2 separate regions of the Gossypium hirsutum genome follow, and region 1 is linked to region 2. The links are chromatin contacts, called in public Hi-C maps. All regions are on one chromosome and are shown on one strand. The core of a region is the stretch at or near the end of the contact, and the rest is flanking DNA. Distances in the headings are between cores, read along the strand shown.

Region 1 (5,050 bases), core at 629-3,128, 38 kb before region 2:
TTTAATACCTATTTATAATTTTTTGTCAGTTTTGGTACATTATCTTGACAACTAGGTCCATTTTGGTCCTTGAACTTTGATTCTACAAAAAAAAAAATTGAGACATCACCACTTGAAAATAAAAAATAAAATCAGGTGATCACATGGCATAATCTTAAAGTGTCATATCATCAAACTTTTATATTTGTCATGTTCAAGGATAAAGATGAACCTAATTACCAAATTCAGGTACCAAAGTGGATAAAATGAAAGTACAAGTTCCAAGGTGAAACTAATAGTTACGTTCAAGGATTAAAAAATATATTAACCCAAAAAACGCTAAAATTTCCACATAAATCAATAGAAGAAAACAATTTAGAGGGAGGGGGAAAGGTATCTACATATTCAACTACTGAAGATCCACTTAATATTTTAGAGGACTCAAATAAAAGAAAACACTCAAAGAAAGGCTTGAAAAGAAAAGTGAAATCTGTTTAAAAATGAATTGGGCCTTGAACATTGCCCTTTTTTGCTAAATATTTCAGGGCCTTCTGTACAATGTCCTATAGTTGGAAAGGGCCTTTTATGAAATTCTACCTATATTTTGGGGTAAGTCCCAAACCTATTTATGACTTGGGCCAGCCCATGGAGAAGCCTAGGTGGGATGTTAATTTATATGCCTATTTTTCCGGTTAATATTCTATTTGGTATTTAAATTTGATTTCAATGTTCATTTTAGTATATAAGTTTTTCAATTTGATACTTTTTTTTTTCTATATTAGTTAAGTACATGAGTTTCACTTTAATGTTCAATTTAGTATCTGAGTTTGGTTTCACTATCCACTTTAATATCTAAGTTTTTTTTTTGTCTCAATTAAGTACCTATGTTTTTTTTTACTAAAGCGCATATATTAAACATTTATCGAGTCATAAGATATCATATGGTTTGAGAACCAAATTGAATATTAAAACCAAATTCAAGAATCTACACTATATTTACCATTTTTCACTTTCATTTGTCATCCCTTATATACATATTATATTTAACACATAATAAACATTAGAGATAACATTATTAAATAAAATAATCACAAATCTCCAAAAATTTAATTTTTATAAACCATAAAATCAGCATAAAACATACTTTAATTCTAAAAGGAAAAAAAAGCCTGATCTGTCTGCCCAATAAGTATACTATAATATGCTTGCAGCCTTTTAGGTTAATTAAATGATTTTGGTGGGCAATATTTTAACCAACCTCAACTGATTTTTAGGGCTACATCCACCCAATCTGATGGACTGTCTTTCTTCAGTGCTTTATAATAGCTTGTAGATTAATTTTGGTATTGCTTCATTATTCTGCTTAACAGGAAGTAAATTCTTTTTAGTTCTAAGATTTTTATTTGATATGATGATGGAGTTTTTTTTAAATTATTAAAAATTATTATATATCGGTAATTGAACCTCAATTTTCATGGACATTATTATCAATGTTGGAGGACATGAGTTCGACCCTGTGAAATAAAAATACAAATTCAAACATCAAAAAATACATTTAGAGTAAGTTTAGATGGACAATAAGGTACAGTGCGTTTAACTTACTTTTTTATCTTACACTATAATATTACTACAATATTTAATATTATCGCCATCGTTATTTTTATACTAATTGTAATTAAATGTAATACTCATCCAAACCTACCCTTATTATTATTTGATGTGGGATACAAAGGGAGGTTAAAAGAGAGTGGAATGAAATGCTAGCAATATGGCAAAAGAAAGTCCAAAAAGTAAGTATAATGTGAAGGAAGCAAAGAGACATTCCTTCAACCCTACCAAAAAGGGGATAAACAAAAGTGAAAAAAAAGCAGCCTATTCTCCGACAATACTATCTGCAACTTGCAAAGTCAATAATTACGACAATAGTGGGGTGGGGTCTCTATGCTTACTCCTTCACTCCTCACTCTATTCTCATATTAATTAATCACTAAAGTTATTGATCAAATATTAGCTCAATTAGTATGAGTATTGTTGTTAATAGAGGAAGCATAAGTTTAAGTGTATTGAAACGTATTATCTTCTTATTTATAAATTGGGGAGAAACTTTAGATAATTCTAAACATTATATAAAAAAGAACAGATATAATTCTAACCTATAATAATATTGTCAAAAAAAGTTAATAATCACGACAATAGTAGGGCGGGGTCTCTATGCTTACTCCTTCACTCCCCCACTCTATTCTCATATTAATTAATCACTAAAGTTTGTGCATCAATTTTTCTGAGTTGTAGATTTAGTTTATGTAATTTAATTTAGTTCATTTTGATTTTTTTTTAAATTTGAAAATTTAGTCTTCACTTATCTGGTAGCGATTAATTTGTTAAGTTAAATCATATTATTTTTAAAGTTATATGCGGTAAATATATTATCGCATGTGTAATATTTATCAACTTGATGTTTTCACTTAGTCCTTATTTAAAAAAGGTCATGTCATTTTAGTAATAAATTTGATGGCGGCCATTTGAGTCAGGATTGAGATTTTAAAATTCGAAAAGTATAGTTACTAAAAGTGATCAAAATAAAGTATAGTGTCTTAATCTATAACTTACACATGGTGTGGGACTAATGGAAAATTTTGACCTAGCGAATTTAACTGTTATTAGGAGTGTAAATAAGACATTGATTCTCATAAACTATAAGAGTTCAAATCGAAAAAAAAATAAATTCGATTTGGTAATTACCGAGTTGAAATTGAGTAGCTTGAGTTATTAATCAAGCTGAATTTGAGTATCATAATATTCGATTCAAACTACTCATGAGCCTTATCGAGGTTTTGATTTTTTAATATATTTTTTATTATGAAATTATATTCTACTCTTATTATATAGAAAGAAATTAAACAAATAAGATTAATCGAGCTTAATTGAGATAAATCTCGAGTGGCTCAATTAAGTTTCAAGCTTTCTTCAAGCTTAGAAATTGATGTTCAGCAGAGTTGAAGCCAAGTATTAAGCCTTAAATTTTGAGTCTATCTCGAGCTTGCTCCTATTCAAGTTTGGCTTGGCTCTACTGCACTTTAATTATTATATTTTGGGTCGATACTAAAATTTTAAAATTCAAAAAGTATAATACTAAAACCGAACAAATCAAATCGCAATACAATGCATAAATTAAACATATACATAGTACATAATTCTTAACCATCAAAATTTGCATTATTCTCATGCAAAATAGCAAATGAAAACAAAGGAAGAAAGGAGAGAAGGGTGAAAACAGAATCTAAGTACTTTCTCTTGAGAGTTGAATTGTTAGTGATGGGTTTTGCAGTGGCAAGGATAATCCATGTCGGGGAAACCTTGAAAAGGTGAGCCATCCACATATATATACACAATTTATAAGCTTAAAAAAATAAAAATAAAAAGAGCAAATGTGATGGGGTTTTATTTATTTGTGTCAGCTTGATAGGGCATGCGTTATTTCAAAACATCAAAACCCAGAAAAAAAAAACACCAACACTGTGCTGTGTTTTGCTTTGCTTCAATCATCAAGGAAAATTTGGTGCTTTCTTTTTGGCGTTTTCCCACATTCCTTTTTCCTGTTCCAAGAGGCTTAAGTAAGCCCCTCTCCTTATATTCCCCTTTTTGAATAGTTACTGTAAAAAAAAAGGTTAAATTATTATTTAGGATCTGACCTTGGCAACGACTCTCAAATTAGGACTTCAATTTTTTTTGTCCAAATTAGTCTCTAAACTTGGTAATTACTCCTATATTAGAGCTTGAATTAGGCAATTATTCCCATTTTGGGACTTGAACTTATTAACTATTCTCATATTAAAGTTTAGACTTTAGGATTTTCAAAAAAATATCAAAGGCTAACTTTAACAAAAATAAATTTAGACCCTTGTGTAAAAATAGTTACTAACTTCAGGCCTCAAAAAATATTTAACCCAATAAAAAACACTCAAATCTATTAAAAAAATCCTTTTTTTTTCTTTATTTCCTGTCATTGAGCACTTGGTAGGAAATTATTGTTTTCATGAGAGTCGTTAAAAGTTTAAAAAGGCACAAATGTAGGATACGAAAAGAGCTTTATTGATTCCCTCCTCAATATAATAATGAGAGTCGAATTATATTTTGTTTGTTTTACTTAAAAAAATTAATAAAGTAATTTCTATATGTTAATCACAGATCAAATTCGTTCTTTTGTTAAAAATTCTATATATTTTTATTGTTAAAAATCAGTCCATGTATATTAGCATGAGATAAGTATGGTATGTCATATGTCAGTGTCTGGTTATTTTGTCAGCCACACTTAACCATCTATTAAAAATTCCATCTATTTACACTATTAAAAACTAGTCACGCTGTAAAACTATATAAGGTACACGTAGCATGTCATATATCACTGTCTAGTTATTCTATCAATCATGTCAGTTTTTAACAATACAAATGGATGGAATTTTTTAACAAAAATAATCAACTTGCTCTTTTGTTTAACGCATGTGGATTTATTTTCCTATTTTTTGAGTAAACGGGGTAAAATGCAATCTGATTCCTAATATAAGGGCCTCCATAAGACTATTATCGGGACAAATCTATTTAAATCCACGATTGAATTTATCAATATAATTAAAAAATTCATGCATGTAAGTTTTTGAAACAATCTAATATATTTATTTATATAAATTGTAATTATAATGCAACTTAATTTTTTTATAAGAGGAGGCACAAGGCGTGTTCAACGATTGAACTCAAGATCTAATGTCAAACATAACTTTATTCAGTGGAAGTCCTTTTGCCATTAACTATAGGCTCAATTGACAACAACATATTATTGTGGCAAATCTTGACATTAAATTTTGGGGTTAATTAAACTATTTCAAAAAAAGGGTTTAATTAAAATTTTTAAAAATAAAACCTAGAGAACTAATGAAAATTAAAAAAAGAGAGTAAAGCCTTCGATAAGTTCATATTTGATACATTTTCAATAAAATATTTTATTTTTGACAAATTGATTTGAAATATTATTTTTTACAAATTTAAAATTTAATTTTTAAATTTTTATTTTTAG
Region 2 (5,483 bases), core at 2,004-4,503:
GAAATGTAAAGCCCATATGCATGAGCAATTGGTTGTAATTAATAAACACATATTTTACCTCAAAGACAAATGTGAACAGGAAAAATCCCTCTCTGCAATAATGCCTCCAGGATGAACCTGTGAAGACGTAGCCTTGTTTGGTATATCAACACATAATTTTCCAGCATTCACCAGAGTAACACTATCAACTAATGGTTCTTCACTTTCATTTGTGCAATTATTTCCAGAAACATAGCCATTGATTTTAACTTCGGAATTTGCAGCAAAAGTCTCTAGTGGATACAAAAGAGCTGCAGCCATGGTGTTTGCCAGATCCTTGATTTTAACGATGCGTAAGATGCAACAGAGTAGATACAAAGAAGTGACTGCACCAATCTTCAAGTTCTACATTAAGAGGGGAACAAAAATTAAACAGGCAGCGTAAGTATAAGTCAAGGGTCAACTTTCAAATTATAACCAGCCCAACAACCAGTTTTTGGTCCTTTTTTTCTTTCCCTTTTCCTCTTTTTTCATTACAGAATCCAGAATGAAGATCATACACTGTCAGCATCTATTTGAAGAGCTGGAAACAGCAATGGAAGTATCAAAAGCTGCAAAATGTTGTCTGTTATTAAACTCCCAACAACAGGAATCCCAGCAGAGATAACATCACTAAAATAGTAGAGATTGTCCTCAATTTCATCCACTTTAGCAAGTATCGCAGAAACAGACTCCGAGCATGGGTTTCTGTCTTAGCCATAAAACCTATCATGTTAGGAGATAAAAAGGATTCTGTTGTTTCACAATAAGATTATTACTCAGACACTTACTTTGGACGTTCAGAAAACAACTTGCTTAAATTGATGCACTGATCCCGGAAAAATGAGACCAAGTTTGAAAAATAATCAGATTGAGGGGCACTGGCAATGAACTTATTGACAAATTCATCTCCGACTGAACCAAAAAGATGCATCAGAATATAAATTTATTTGTACCAACAGAAATGTATTTAGAATGGTATAAAAAGGAAATGAAAGGGCAATGAACAAAAATAGAAAAATGGAAACCAACCATGATAAACGTTCAGTGTTATAGCACGCACTGCTGTGCGAACCATGCTTTCTTCATGAAAAGCAAACCGTATTGCCTCAACATACAACGGGAAGGAAACAACTTCTTCCTAGAAAAAAAATGAAAAATAGAAGAAGTCATTCAACAACTGGAAGTAGAGAAAAAAGAGAGAAGCGGCAGTTTTTAACAAGGGCTAAAAAATGAGTAATAAAGAAAAAAATTTTACAGGGAAACAAATTCCATATATAAAAGAGAGGAACACTTACATCTTGAGTCTTTACAAGCAGAGAAATTGTGTTCTTGTTTAACTTTCCACTTATTGCTCTAGAAAAGCCCAGAATGACAGTTGAAATACCAATGTTAAAAAAATGCTTTCAAGACTTAAATTGGTTAAGAAATTAACAAAAATAACATATAGAAGTCACCTATAGTGATAAGGACTGCTAAAAGAAAAGAAAACAAACCTTAAGAATGATATATAGTAAGAAAGTAGCTCTTCATTGCGGAAGTCAAATGAATAAGTTATTAGGTAGTTAACATGTTCATTACTGAACATATAGTCTGCAAAAATTTCACAAGGAAGATCAATAAAATCGTCCAACAGTGTTAGAATCAACTCAAAAGACCAAGGAACTACAAATTTTGGTTTTTTCTTTCAACAACCAACTTACATATGGCATGTTCTCTTCTTAGGTTTTGAATCAAAATGCTTATTGTTTGAAGTAACTGAAGAGAAACTGTCACAGTTCTGCTAATATTCAGTATACGTACGAACTCTCCCATGACTTGCTTCTCCATGAAAAACCTGCAGGGAGAATGTACGACATAAAAGTGCTGAACCAGGAACATGAATCATATAGGTAGTAAGCATGAAGAAACCTTACTCGAAAAAGGAAGAATCATGTTGATCACCATATGTCAACAACTCCGCAATAGATCTCAATGCCTCAATAACGAAATCCTTCATAATGGATAAAAATATGACGGCAGATGATACAAGGCAAATGACAACTGCAGTAATAACAATAGTATGAAGTATGATTCTATTACCTTATTAACATCATTAACAATTTGAACTTTCTGCAACTGGTTCGTTAAATATCTGCACACCAGGAAACACAACAATTAATCTAAAAGCACGATTTCAAATTCAAAGATACAAAAGTCCAACCCACATTTCCGGAGCAATCAAGCTGCTCTTCAACTTTTGTCTTGGAAACATGAATATATCCATTAGTATCGAAGCTCTAACAACTATTGATTTAAGGTGTCCAACAGCTAAAATTCAACCAGAAAAATATTACATGCTTGTTCAAGGAATTCCAAAGCAACATTTCAGTATCATCAAAGCTATATGAATCTTACCAATATAAACGAAATTAAAATAATAAAAAAACATTAAATTTGACTTCTACACGGGGAATCATTGCGCATACTATTCAATATTCATGTAACATTTCACATTTAATTCACTGTTTGGTAGTCAACTTCACCGAGTGCATTTTTTCTATAAAATTGATATAAAAAGCATAAGCAATTTGAAACACAATAGTTCCAGTGAGAAGTAAAAATTATTCAATTTTTTTATATTTACAGAACTTACACAAGTCTATATTACTGAGAAAAACCGAAGCTTCACAATCAATTTCTACAGTTAAAGTTTCACAGCAGCACTGACGAGAAATTACCGAACTCAAATTCAAATTTATCAACAATACGAACTTAAATTGTTGAAGACGAACAGAGATAATCCCCAAAATTACAAAAAAAAAGAGAGAGAGAGAGAGAGAGAGAATAATTCAAACGATTGACAAAAAAAACAATAAAATAAAATAAAACCTGAGTTCGTCTAAGGAGAATCGATCTCTGGATCTCCAAAAGGAAAACCACATGATTGGCTCCTCAAACTTGAGAATTTGGCTCAACACGATTCATTCTTGCTCCGCTGTGCAAATTTTATTCTCCACTAATAATTCCAATAAAATTTTGCTTCAATTTCCTCAATTTTGATCAAAATAAACTTCAATGGATCTCGATCGAAGAGAAGTTGAGTCAGAAAATCAAGAAAAATAATTTTAAAAAAAGACACGCACACAAACACTTTTTTTGGTGTAATTCCTTGCACAAAAGTGGAATAGAAATTAAAAATATGCAGGTGGTTTGAGATTAATAATTATTATTATGAATTTTTTTTTAACCTTTTGGCTAGAAAAGCCGAGAAAGCCTTTGATGAAGTGAAGGCGGAGCTAGCATTCGATATGGGTTACGAGTCGGGTCAAACAAGTACCGGGTGGACCAGGCCCAATAATTTGTTGGGTTTATCCTTCGGTTCTCAATTTTCCAATTGAAGCCCGCAAAAGAATGAAAGCTGAACAAGTGATGAGATAATGAAAAAGGTAAACTACTCAAGGTTATTAAACCATTAGTAAATTTATATTTTGGATACTCAATTTAAAAAGTTATAAAATGATTACTTAACTATTCGAATGTTTTTATTTAAATTACTGAACTATTAAAAGTTTTTACTTAAGTCACTCGATTGTTAAGGTTTTCTTTTTTAAATTTGGCTAATGAGCCCTAAGTGATATTCGACAATTGAACGATAATAAGTACCCATCAACAAGTAAAAAAATTCATCTTAGATCCAAGTCGATGTTGAAAAAGATCCGGTTTGAAAATGAATTTCTTACACAGCGAAAAATTAAATTTTGAAAATCAACTTGGTTTGTGATATTTTTAGCAATAAACCCTAGACCGAAATTGTACCTGTGTTTTCTGATAAGCGAGTCCTCAATGTCTTTCAAAATTTAACCAAACTATCTTCTCTCCTATTCTTGTACCACGAACTGCTTCAGATGTGGGCTCGAATTAATTGAATCAAAAAGATAGAACTAGAAAAAGTTTTTTTTTGTGAAAACAAAAATTCTCTCTTCTTTAATTGAAACCGGTAAAATTGTTATTCTGAAAAATATATATATTTAATAGTAAAGAATAAATTCTCTCTATTTTTCGGCAGAGTAACAATCTCTTAAAGTTGTGTGTTAATAGGTCTATCGGTATCTATTTATAGGAATAAAAAGTAGAACTTTTGTTAAATTGTAGAGGTTTATTTCAAATAGAAAAACTAACTTCCTACTTAGAGTAAGATTAGGATGAATGACATCCCCTAATATTCCTACTAGGGTTGCCGCCCCCTCATATCCATGAAGAGTTTTTTGGGCCTCTCTCATATTGGGTCCAATTACAAGTACTTCATGAACTTTTCAACCCAACACTTTGTAATTTGATCCAACCCGATTCTATTTTTCTATTTCTCAAAATAAATTTTAATATTTTATATTAAATAATTTTCTTATCTCAATTTTACCCCCAACAAAATTATGACGATTTTACCCCTAGTAAATTTTTCAAGAGAATATGTTTAATATTTCACCATTCAACATGTTCACTATGACTGAATGATTTATTTTCATTTTTGGGCTTTAAAATAGCTCAAAAATATAAACTCATTCTTCCGATCATTCTTTAGTAATCCATGTACATTTGCAAATGTATCATTTCTCATTTTCGTTTCTATTTTCATTTCCATTTTAAGAAACTTACATTCATTTCCAAATAATTCCATTTTTCTATTTCGGAGAAAACCATAATTATTCTTGAATATTTCCCCTTTCTCAATTTCTAATTATTCCATTCATTTTGATTCAAACACACAATTTATTTCTGGTTTCAATAAGCTAGCAAAAGGACCGATTGGACATATGCAATTAGGGCTCAAATAATTTATAATTGAGACTTTTTGCATATTAATTATAAACTCATTTAGTCACAAAGTCATTTCACTATAGTATCATAACTGAGTTCTCCCTAGCGACATACTATTACGAAAGCAACTACTTAGTACTTGACCTTGTCATAAATGTGTTACCCTCATAGGACATCATTGATCTCTTTAGGATAATATCTGTTCTCCTAATATGATCCTATGTTATCTCATAGTAACAATTACATATTCCTTCATGAAAATTCAATTAGTATAAAATAGTAATCGAGTTATCCATCACAAAGATGAATGACTCGTGGTCATGTTTACTTTTCATCAACCATGTAATATCAATGAAATGATATCATTTACTCACATCTCAAACTATGAATTCCACATTGTGAATGATGCTACATACCGCAGAAGTTGTACACCCAACGCACTAGCTTTCGATTTCTTATTTATTTGAACTTAGGTTTTTACTTACATCAAAGTGTACGAGTCACAAATAAGTAATTTGTCGTCTACTTAGGATTTAGGTATGCCATACTATGAATGTCACATGTGAATAAATCCATAAATGGATTTAGGATTTATTATTCTTGGGTCTTATCCGATATCCAGTCAGTCATATCTATGTCTTTATCTTCTAAGAGTCATCTGCTTCGAT

The links. Hi-C and Micro-C count contacts between places; a contact is called where the count stands out from the background.
Region 1: a Hi-C map of leaf shows a contact between it and region 2, with 1.7 times the contacts expected there. The contact joins the enhancer-like site here to the promoter of LOC107937193 in region 2. A contact is called at or near these places in 10 of 34 Hi-C or Micro-C datasets (callus, leaf and petal).

Annotation. Positions count from the first base shown.
Region 1 is chrA13:109,100,664-109,105,713 of Gossypium_hirsutum_v2.1, reverse strand. No RefSeq gene overlaps it. Among protein-coding and RNA genes, the nearest start is that of LOC107953246, 15 kb to the left of the region's middle. Within about 2 kb of position 1,878, at least 3 of the 9 cell types and tissues checked have an H3K27ac peak or open chromatin away from gene starts, as enhancers often do. A contact at or near this core is called in leaf, where this site is marked.
Region 2 is chrA13:109,063,605-109,069,087 of Gossypium_hirsutum_v2.1, reverse strand. LOC107937193 (protein TRANSPARENT TESTA 9) reads right to left here and starts at 3,253. Exons shown (of 21, transcript XM_041085740.1): 1 at 2,890-3,253; 2 at 2,101-2,152; 3 at 1,935-2,011; 4 at 1,722-1,855; 5 at 1,515-1,611; 6 at 1,317-1,374; 7 at 1,051-1,159; 8 at 810-933; 9 at 540-726; 10 at 59-384. The coding sequence starts at 2,942.